Linked DNA regions of Lactuca sativa: all the other regions are linked to region 2. The links are chromatin contacts, called in public Hi-C maps. All regions are on one chromosome and are shown on one strand. The core of a region is the stretch at or near the end of the contact, and the rest is flanking DNA. Distances in the headings are between cores, read along the strand shown. Region 1 holds the start of LOC111887222. Region 2 holds the start of LOC111887240 (zinc finger transcription factor YY1). Region 3 holds the start of LOC111887230 (cyclin-D1-1).

Region 1 (2,700 bases), core at 67-2,566, 370 kb after region 2:
TATGGACTGCTAACACGCACCTCGTTCATCACCACTATCACGCTCTTGTCCCACCGAACAGGCAGCCTTTTTTTTACCAAATAACAAATAATAAATTTGTATTATGCCAATTAAAATTTTAAAAAGTTATACAGAAAGAAGAGGCTCATTGCATGCTTTTCACTTTGTAATTTTTTTTAGTATGTATTAAGAGCATTAAAGATCAAATACTATATCACAGCATGCTTTTCTAAGGTCTAAACTATGATTAGAAATACAAATTGAATAGGTAAGAAAGGAGATATATAGAATAAATATATAGGGATCAAAGATACATATTAAAGTAAGGAGTAGCAAAGGGATGAGAAAAAAGAGATGCATACGTTTTAGACAAAGCATCAAAAATGCTCTGAGCCTCTGCAGTAACACCAACCCCGATTCTCTCAACATCTATCTCTGCTTGTCTGTAAGAATCCAATCAAAATACATCAATCTCAACTCGCTAATACAAGTAATTCAAGCATTCTCACAAACAATTGGTAGGCATTTAAAAAGGTAATACTTATGATTCAAATGAAACACCATCTCAATGTTCCACCAAAGCTTATTGAAAGAAATTTGATTTTGAAAACACATGGCAGGCACTCCAACAAAACGATCCATCTCGATTTCTTAACATGTTCGTTTGAATAATTTCACAAAAATATGGAAAGCACTTGCGGAAAGAAAGATTTTTTAAACCCACCGCCATAGAAAGAGCAACAAGGAGTTCGATTTTGAATGTCAAAGTAGTTAAATTTATACTTGAAGAAGATCGATTTGAATTTGTTAATTAAAGCAAAATAAAAACTGTTAATAGTGTTGTTATAGTCGAGTAAAATCTGCAAGTAACTCTGTATCATCTTTTGGCTTTAAAGAAGAATGGTAAATTCATTGAGACAATTTTACAAACACATGGCGGGGGATTCCATAGACAAATCGATTTACTAACCTAACGGCGGCATCTTCTTTAGATTGGAGTGAATTGAGATCGAGATAGCATTTCTTGAGATCAAGTGGATCATCAGATTGACCCAAAAAGGAAAACTCTTTGATGTAGTTGGCTTTGAGTAACCTAATGTTGCGGCGTGATTGTGGGTTCGATTTCAAACCTTCTTGGAGGACGACAATGTTAGAAGGGCGATCGTAGGTTATGACTTGACCTTCAAATTCGTCTCCAAAAGTAGTTTTTATCGATAGCAAGCATCCAACTGCGAATTCTTCACCTCCGCTGCTCCCATCCATCGCCATCTCTCTCGCCTTGAAAAGTGAAAATTGCAAACTGAGGTTTTCCTTTTTCCGTTTGCTTTTTTGATTTCAGACTTTACAAATATAATTTTGCAGAATGGTCCCTAAACTACTTTTTGTTTTCACTCTTTTCCTACTTTTTAAATTTTGTTACGAAAGTAATTTTTTTGTCAAACTGGATTTTAATATTATATGATCGCAATGCTGAAAAAAAAAACAATTCTTAGGATGGATGGTATGTATCAATGTCGTGCCTCCCTCCCGAGCCACCATGCTGAAAGGGTCAGGTTCTAATCTTGCATTTCGGAAGCACCACATCAGCAACTTGCTTTCTTTCCTCTTCTTTGTTCCCACTTTCCGGGAGGATTGCTTCAACTTTCTTTGTGTGATACACTTAGCAGGAGGGTGGTGGTGTTCCCTCCGATACCAGGAGCGTCGGATCAACAACTATCTTCCTTTGTCACATCAATACCCACTACCCTTACATTATTACCATTGTTAGAGGGGTTAAATACACGTAACAAAGATTTGATGGATTTTCCATTGTTTTATATATTGATGAAAATAACTAGCTATATGTAGCATCCAATCTATCAAAGATAGCAACCTAAAATTTTCTAGTTAAGATATATTATAATGCTAGTAAAACCACCAAAAATTATGGTTTTTTGGTCTTTCTATTTGTTTTTACACATGACATACCATGTCATTAAAATTAACCATATGGTTTTCTAACTATTGAAAATCTTTTTGCAACGTCAATTGTACTAAATACTATTTGTATATTGTTCTTTTTGCCAATAATCATATACACGACGATAAATATTTTTTTTTTTTTAAAAAACACCACACAAACCGGTGATTTACATGGTTTGATAACTTTCTTTGCAAGGCAATCTCTCACCACATCAAATCTTCAATTTTGAGATCGGAATTAACAATCTATTTGATTATGTATTTATGTGTATTCTTCATTATGTACCACCATGATGTGCTACATACTCGAGAGTCGAGTTCGTTTGAACAATTGTTTGGTCAAGTCTTACTATGTTGCAATCAGCTGGCTACCTATCGAGATCACTTGCACTCTATCGACTTTAATCACAGACGCCAGTTCAATAGGCGAAACAAGGTTGGCGAGTCCATCACTTAGAATTAAACATCTCGAAGGAATTCATAATTTGATGTAGAATGAATACGCTAATTTGACGTTCTATCTTCCCTAAAAATCTTCACACCAAGTAAATTGATTAATAATATAACAAAATTTGGTTTTGATGTTTGAGATCACTTGCACAACTACAAAATGCACCATATAATATGATCAAGACTTCGGGAGGCCTCATGTGTGAACCAAAGGTGTTTGTTCCATTGGCGCAGACCGGCTCCTTTCTTGAGAGTCATCATTGTTGGAAATAAGACCAAACAATACAA
Region 2 (2,700 bases), core at 25-2,524:
TTTAGTTAACTTACCATTAATAGTTTTCAACAAGTAGTTTTGACTTCTATTCCGGGTGTATTTAAAATCCCTCAATACAAAATCATAATAATTAGAATTGGAATAAATGGATAATTCTATAAAAACCTCCATTATAGTTTGATTTTTTTTTTTTCGGTTGATACATCAAAATATATATATATATATATATATATATATATATATATATATATATATATATATATATATATATATATATATATATATATATATTTTCAATTTAACTACTAAGAGTTTGTTTTATTATTCATGAGAACCACTAAGAGTCTATTTTATTATTCATCTCAATCTGGCCCGGCCCTGATATTTCGGAGACCTTGTGCAAAAACTAAAGTGAGGCGCCATAAAAAATTTCTTGTAAATATTATTAACTACATTTGTTACCATTAATTCAAAACATAAAGTTGCTAAAAAACATCTCATAAATTCACTACCACAAAATAATGTCTTCACTAATTGGTAATCAAATAAAACTGTAAAACTGTTATAAACAATTTAAAAAAAAAAAGAATAATGCATATTACTATTTTCTAGATATCGACCTTTTAACATTTTTAAAAGAAAATCCATCTATGAAACTTTCATCTATGAGATTTTTTCTTACTTTTTGGTGAGTTTATAAAATATAAAAATGCTGTCTAAAATTTATAAAGAAAACAGATTTGCATTTTTTTGGATATAGATATTTTCCTTAAATTGTTGATGAGTTTTAAATTTATGATTAGATTTTGATTTTTGTTGATTTTATTAATAATTAAAATGCATCTAAAATTGGAACCAAATTTTACCGGGCTAATTTTATTTATTAATAAAACATAAAAATAGATTTTACAAAAATACCAATACTATAACTATAAATTATCCCAAAAATCGAAGACCCTCTAAAATCGGAGGCCCGGCGTACCGCCGGCACCACCCTAGGGCCGCCACTGATCTCAACCAAAAAATTATTGTTCCGAGTGGTGTTTGCTATTTAATACCAAAAAAAAAAAACTTACAACGGTTACTATGGGAAAAAATAAACTTTCAATGATTAAATCAAAATTAAAACAAATTTTCAATAGTTATTTTAATGGTTAAATAAAAAAAATCAACGCATAGTGATTTTAGTGCTTAAATCGAAAAGAAAAATCAAACTATAGTAATTTTAGTAGTGAACTTTATGAATTTTCTCTTGTAAAAACATTTTAGTTTTATTAAATTAAACAAACATAAAAATAAAAATAAAAATTCCATTAGACGTGTCAGAAACGGTTTCCCCTTTTTCGCAATGTTTTCTTGCTGCTCGCCGGAGTCCAGAATTCCCTGCCACTGTCAGTGTTTTCACGACTTCGTTCAATCGCCGACTCATTTCTAATTTCCCATCCAAATTCGAGAACAACCTATGTGCTCGAAACCCTAATTTCTATGTAATCAAACCATTGGGTTCAGCTCAATTAGCAGAACAAGACCCCATCAAGACGACTGCATTAATGGATCATCACTCATATCACAACCCCTTCGAACGGCGGAATTTCATCAAGTCTAAAACTCCCACTGTTAAGTGGTTCAAAGAATGGTAAGTAATAAAAAAGCCTCTCCTTCTGTCCTTTAATTATCTTATGTAGTGTATGATTATGTGAATGTGATTGATTCGCAAGACCTAATTGATCAGTGTTGGTGGAAATCGAAAGGGGTAAAACTGAGACAGCTTCATTCATGTCGATACGAGAGATATACTTGATCCTTTATATGGGTTTGAAGTAATTACAGCATTTACAGCATTGCCCCATTTTTATTTTCTTGGTAAAGATGAATTTGTGCTTACAACTACCAAGATCGGTAGAACCAAGTTATGATTCAGCTTCGAGCTTGCCATTATGAATAATGCGGATATTTTGTGATTAATTTTTGTGGTTGATGGCCATCAAATTTTCTAGGGTATTAGGGTTTATCCATTGCACTCCACCTGTTTGTTTAAATGCCGTAGTCATCTCCCAACAACAACGAGCGCTTACCCTTTACATCTCCTGATGCCTTATTTTTTTTTTTTTCACTAAAACAACTCCCCCTTTTCATCATCTAAAGACCTACTTCTACTTTCAGTATTTCACTAATTCACTTACCTGATTATTTATCGTAATCAGTTTGACACTAAACAGTGAAAATTTTCTTAACACTCAACACCATCAAAAAATGATTATGACAACTTCAAGATTCATAACACTGGTACTAATCTGATCATTATTTATCTAGGGTACCACAAGATGTCGTGTCAACAGGTGGCAAATGCTTTGTTATGAAATGGGTCACAGGTTAGTAATTACATCTTTATGTTAAATCTTTCATTCTAACATCATTAAATCTATTTAATATTAGAATTCTCATATTTGTAGAGTCTCAATTAAACGCCATGAATGAAGAAAAGTCAAAAGAGATGGAGGCTGTAGAACCTGAACCTGAACCAACAACTGAAGTTCTTTTTCTTTGCAGTTATGAAGGCTGTGGAAAAACTTTCATTGATGCTGGAGCTTTAAGGAAGCATTCCCACATTCATGGAGAGAGACAATATATTTGCCATTATGAGAATTGTGGAAAGGTAAATCTTTTACTATTATCTTTTTTATTAATGCGCCATGGATTTATTAATTTTATTTATGTTAATGTTGCAGAAATTTTTGG
Region 3 (2,700 bases), core at 48-2,547, 320 kb after region 2:
GGTTGAATTTGCATAGTTTTTTGAAGAAGTCAATTATAAATAATTTACTATAAGTTGACTTTTAATAAAAGTGTTTATAGGGCGTCTAAAAAGTATATATATATATATACTAGTTTATAACCCGTGAGGACCACGGTTACAAAATTAATTAAACTTTTATAGTGACAACTCAAAATTATTAATCAATTATTGTAAATAAATTATTAATTAAGAGATATTTTTTAGTTATATAAAATTATAATCGTTAATTTAAATAAATATGTGAAATTATATCACCTTATAATTTGTATTAATTTTATTTTAATTTTATTTTAATGTTATTAATTTAATGTAATTGGAGTGAGAAATTTAAATTTTAAATTTTAAAATTAAGAATTAATAAGTTGATAAGTGGCATGCATTAATTATGAAGCTTAATAGGGTGACACATGTCAAAAGTAGAATAAAATATGCATTAATTAAAATGGCTAATAAGATGACACATGTCAAAAGAAGATTAAAACTATTCTTTTATTAGAATAGGGATATATATATATATATATATATATATATATATATATATATATATATATATATACTAGTTTATAACCCGTGGAAACACGGTTATAAAATTAATTTAAATTTTTATAGTAAAAATTTAAAATTATTAATCAATTATTTTAAATAAATTATTAATTAAGAGATATTTTTATTAGTTATATGAAATTATAATCGATGATTTAAATAAATGTGTAAAATTAATTTTTAATATATATTAGACATTTTTTATTTGTGAATTAATGAAAACAATAATATAAAATTGAAAATTTAAATTTAAATTTAAAATAGAGAATAAATATATTGACAAATAACATCACATTAATGAGGATGTCTAATACATTTAAAATGGAGAAATAATAGATTGACAAGTGACAACACGTTAATTAAGAGGTTTAATATGATGATACATGACAAAACAATTACTCTTTTATTAGTATATATATATATATATATATATATATATATATATATATATATATATATATATATATATATATATATATATATATATATATATATATATATATAAAGTAATTTTAATAACCAAAATGAATGTGAATTCTATCTTGTAACTAATATGATCAACGACCATATAATATTGTTTAAAGTATTTATTTAGTTGAAAACGATTAAACATAAACAATATTTATATTTTATTGTTGTAGATATAAGATAAAAATAATTATACAAATACACACAAAAATAAGTAGCTTTATACAGAAACAATGTATAGAGTCCCGATATATAAGTAGGGAAGTCAGATGAAGCGTTTGAATAGAGAGATCTTTCACACAACCACTCCTATTTGACATACTAGATATATCAAGTCGTCTTCTCCGGCCACCACTATCCGGCCGTCTTTAAGCTCAACCTGCCGGAAAACCGATCGTTTCTTTAGGAAACATGTTCAGAACAGCATGAGCAACCAATATCGATCATCATGTCATTATCGTGCTCTGACTGCTTCTCCGATTTACTCTGCGGTGAGGACTCTGGAATATTATCAGGCGAGGATCAACCGGAGTGCTCTTATGATTTCGAGTATTGTGCCGATTTCGACGATTCAATCGCGGAGTTTATAGAGCAGGAGAGAAAGTTCGTTCCAGGAATCGATTACGTCGAGAGATTTCAATCTCAAGTTCTCGATGCATCTGCTAGAGAAGAATCTGTTGCATGGATCCTCAAGGTAATATACATATATGTACATATTGAAAACCTTGATTCCGATCTTCATTCTCTTCATTCACCTACGTATTAAGTGCTTGATTTGAATGATTTTCAAGTTATCGGATTCGGTATCATGAAAAACACGAAAACCTTGCCAGAAATCACGATTGAAAAGTTAGTTACATAAATCGCTACAGTGCGATTTGCCTGATATTGTCATTTAAAAGTCATGTCCAGCTGTTTACATTTTTTGAAAAATACATCGATGATTGCTACTGGAAAAGCGGAGGCGTAAATTTTAAAACCACGCGCCGGAGGCGTTAACATGATCCGCCGAAAGGCGTTTACCTAAAAAAATCCACCGTCCGTCGCATCCGTGGTTTTACGTGAGATCGGCGCCGCCATATGTGTACCGTGTGATTATTTTCGGATATTCTCTACGGTGTTACAGCGAGTTTTTTTGTGTACTTTTTACAGGTCCAACGTTTTTACGGATTTCAGCCGTTGACAGCGTACCTCGCCGTGAACTACCTGGATCGATTCATCTATTGCCGTGGCTTCCCGGTGGTAAATTTCTCTCAACCATCGTTCATCGTCTCCGTCAACATTTCAGAAACTTTTTCGGTTTTTCCTTTTAATCATAATGATATAAAATAATAATAATAATAATAATATATCATTGGCTAGAAAACACGAGGATAATTTAACAACGCTCTCAAAAGTAAATATTGACGCCTTATAATTTAACATTAAGGAATAGTGACTAGTTTACGTGATTAATTACGAGAGATTCTCGGATATTCTACTTTAAAAAATTGATTTAACCACACTTTACAACAGATGAGATTCATGTGAAGTGAACTAGTCGATTTAATCAGTGGGACCGCATCCTGCAATCACAATTTTTTTTGGTCCTCTTTTTGTTTTCTTCTTTCTTGTACTTGAACAAATTTACAATACATTACTGAAAATTCCTACATTTTACTTTTTCTT

Evidence for each region. Hi-C and Micro-C count contacts between places; a contact is called where the count stands out from the background.
Region 1: a Hi-C map of seed shows a contact between it and region 2, with 4 times the contacts expected there. The contact joins the promoter of LOC111887222 here to the promoter of LOC111887240 in region 2. A contact is called at or near these places in 2 of 4 Hi-C or Micro-C datasets (leaf and seed).
Region 3: a Hi-C map of leaf shows a contact between it and region 2, with 6 times the contacts expected there. The contact joins the promoter of LOC111887230 here to the promoter of LOC111887240 in region 2. A contact is called at or near these places in 2 of 4 Hi-C or Micro-C datasets (bud and leaf).

What each region holds. Positions count from the first base shown.
Region 1 is chr4:11,538,816-11,541,515 of Lsat_Salinas_v11, reverse strand. It overlaps LOC111887222, which reads right to left and starts at 1,316. Exons shown (of 4, transcript XM_023883391.3): 1 at 971-1,316; 2 at 363-443; 3 at 1-66. The coding sequence starts at 1,269.
Region 2 is chr4:11,912,304-11,915,003 of Lsat_Salinas_v11, reverse strand. LOC111887240 (zinc finger transcription factor YY1) reads left to right here and starts at 1,274. Exons shown (of 6, transcript XM_023883406.3): 1 at 1,274-1,597; 2 at 2,275-2,333; 3 at 2,415-2,617; 4 at 2,691-2,700. The coding sequence starts at 1,512.
Region 3 is chr4:11,595,940-11,598,639 of Lsat_Salinas_v11, reverse strand. It overlaps LOC111887230 (cyclin-D1-1), which reads left to right and starts at 1,297. Exons shown (of 6, transcript XM_023883397.3): 1 at 1,297-1,726; 2 at 2,185-2,274. The coding sequence starts at 1,481.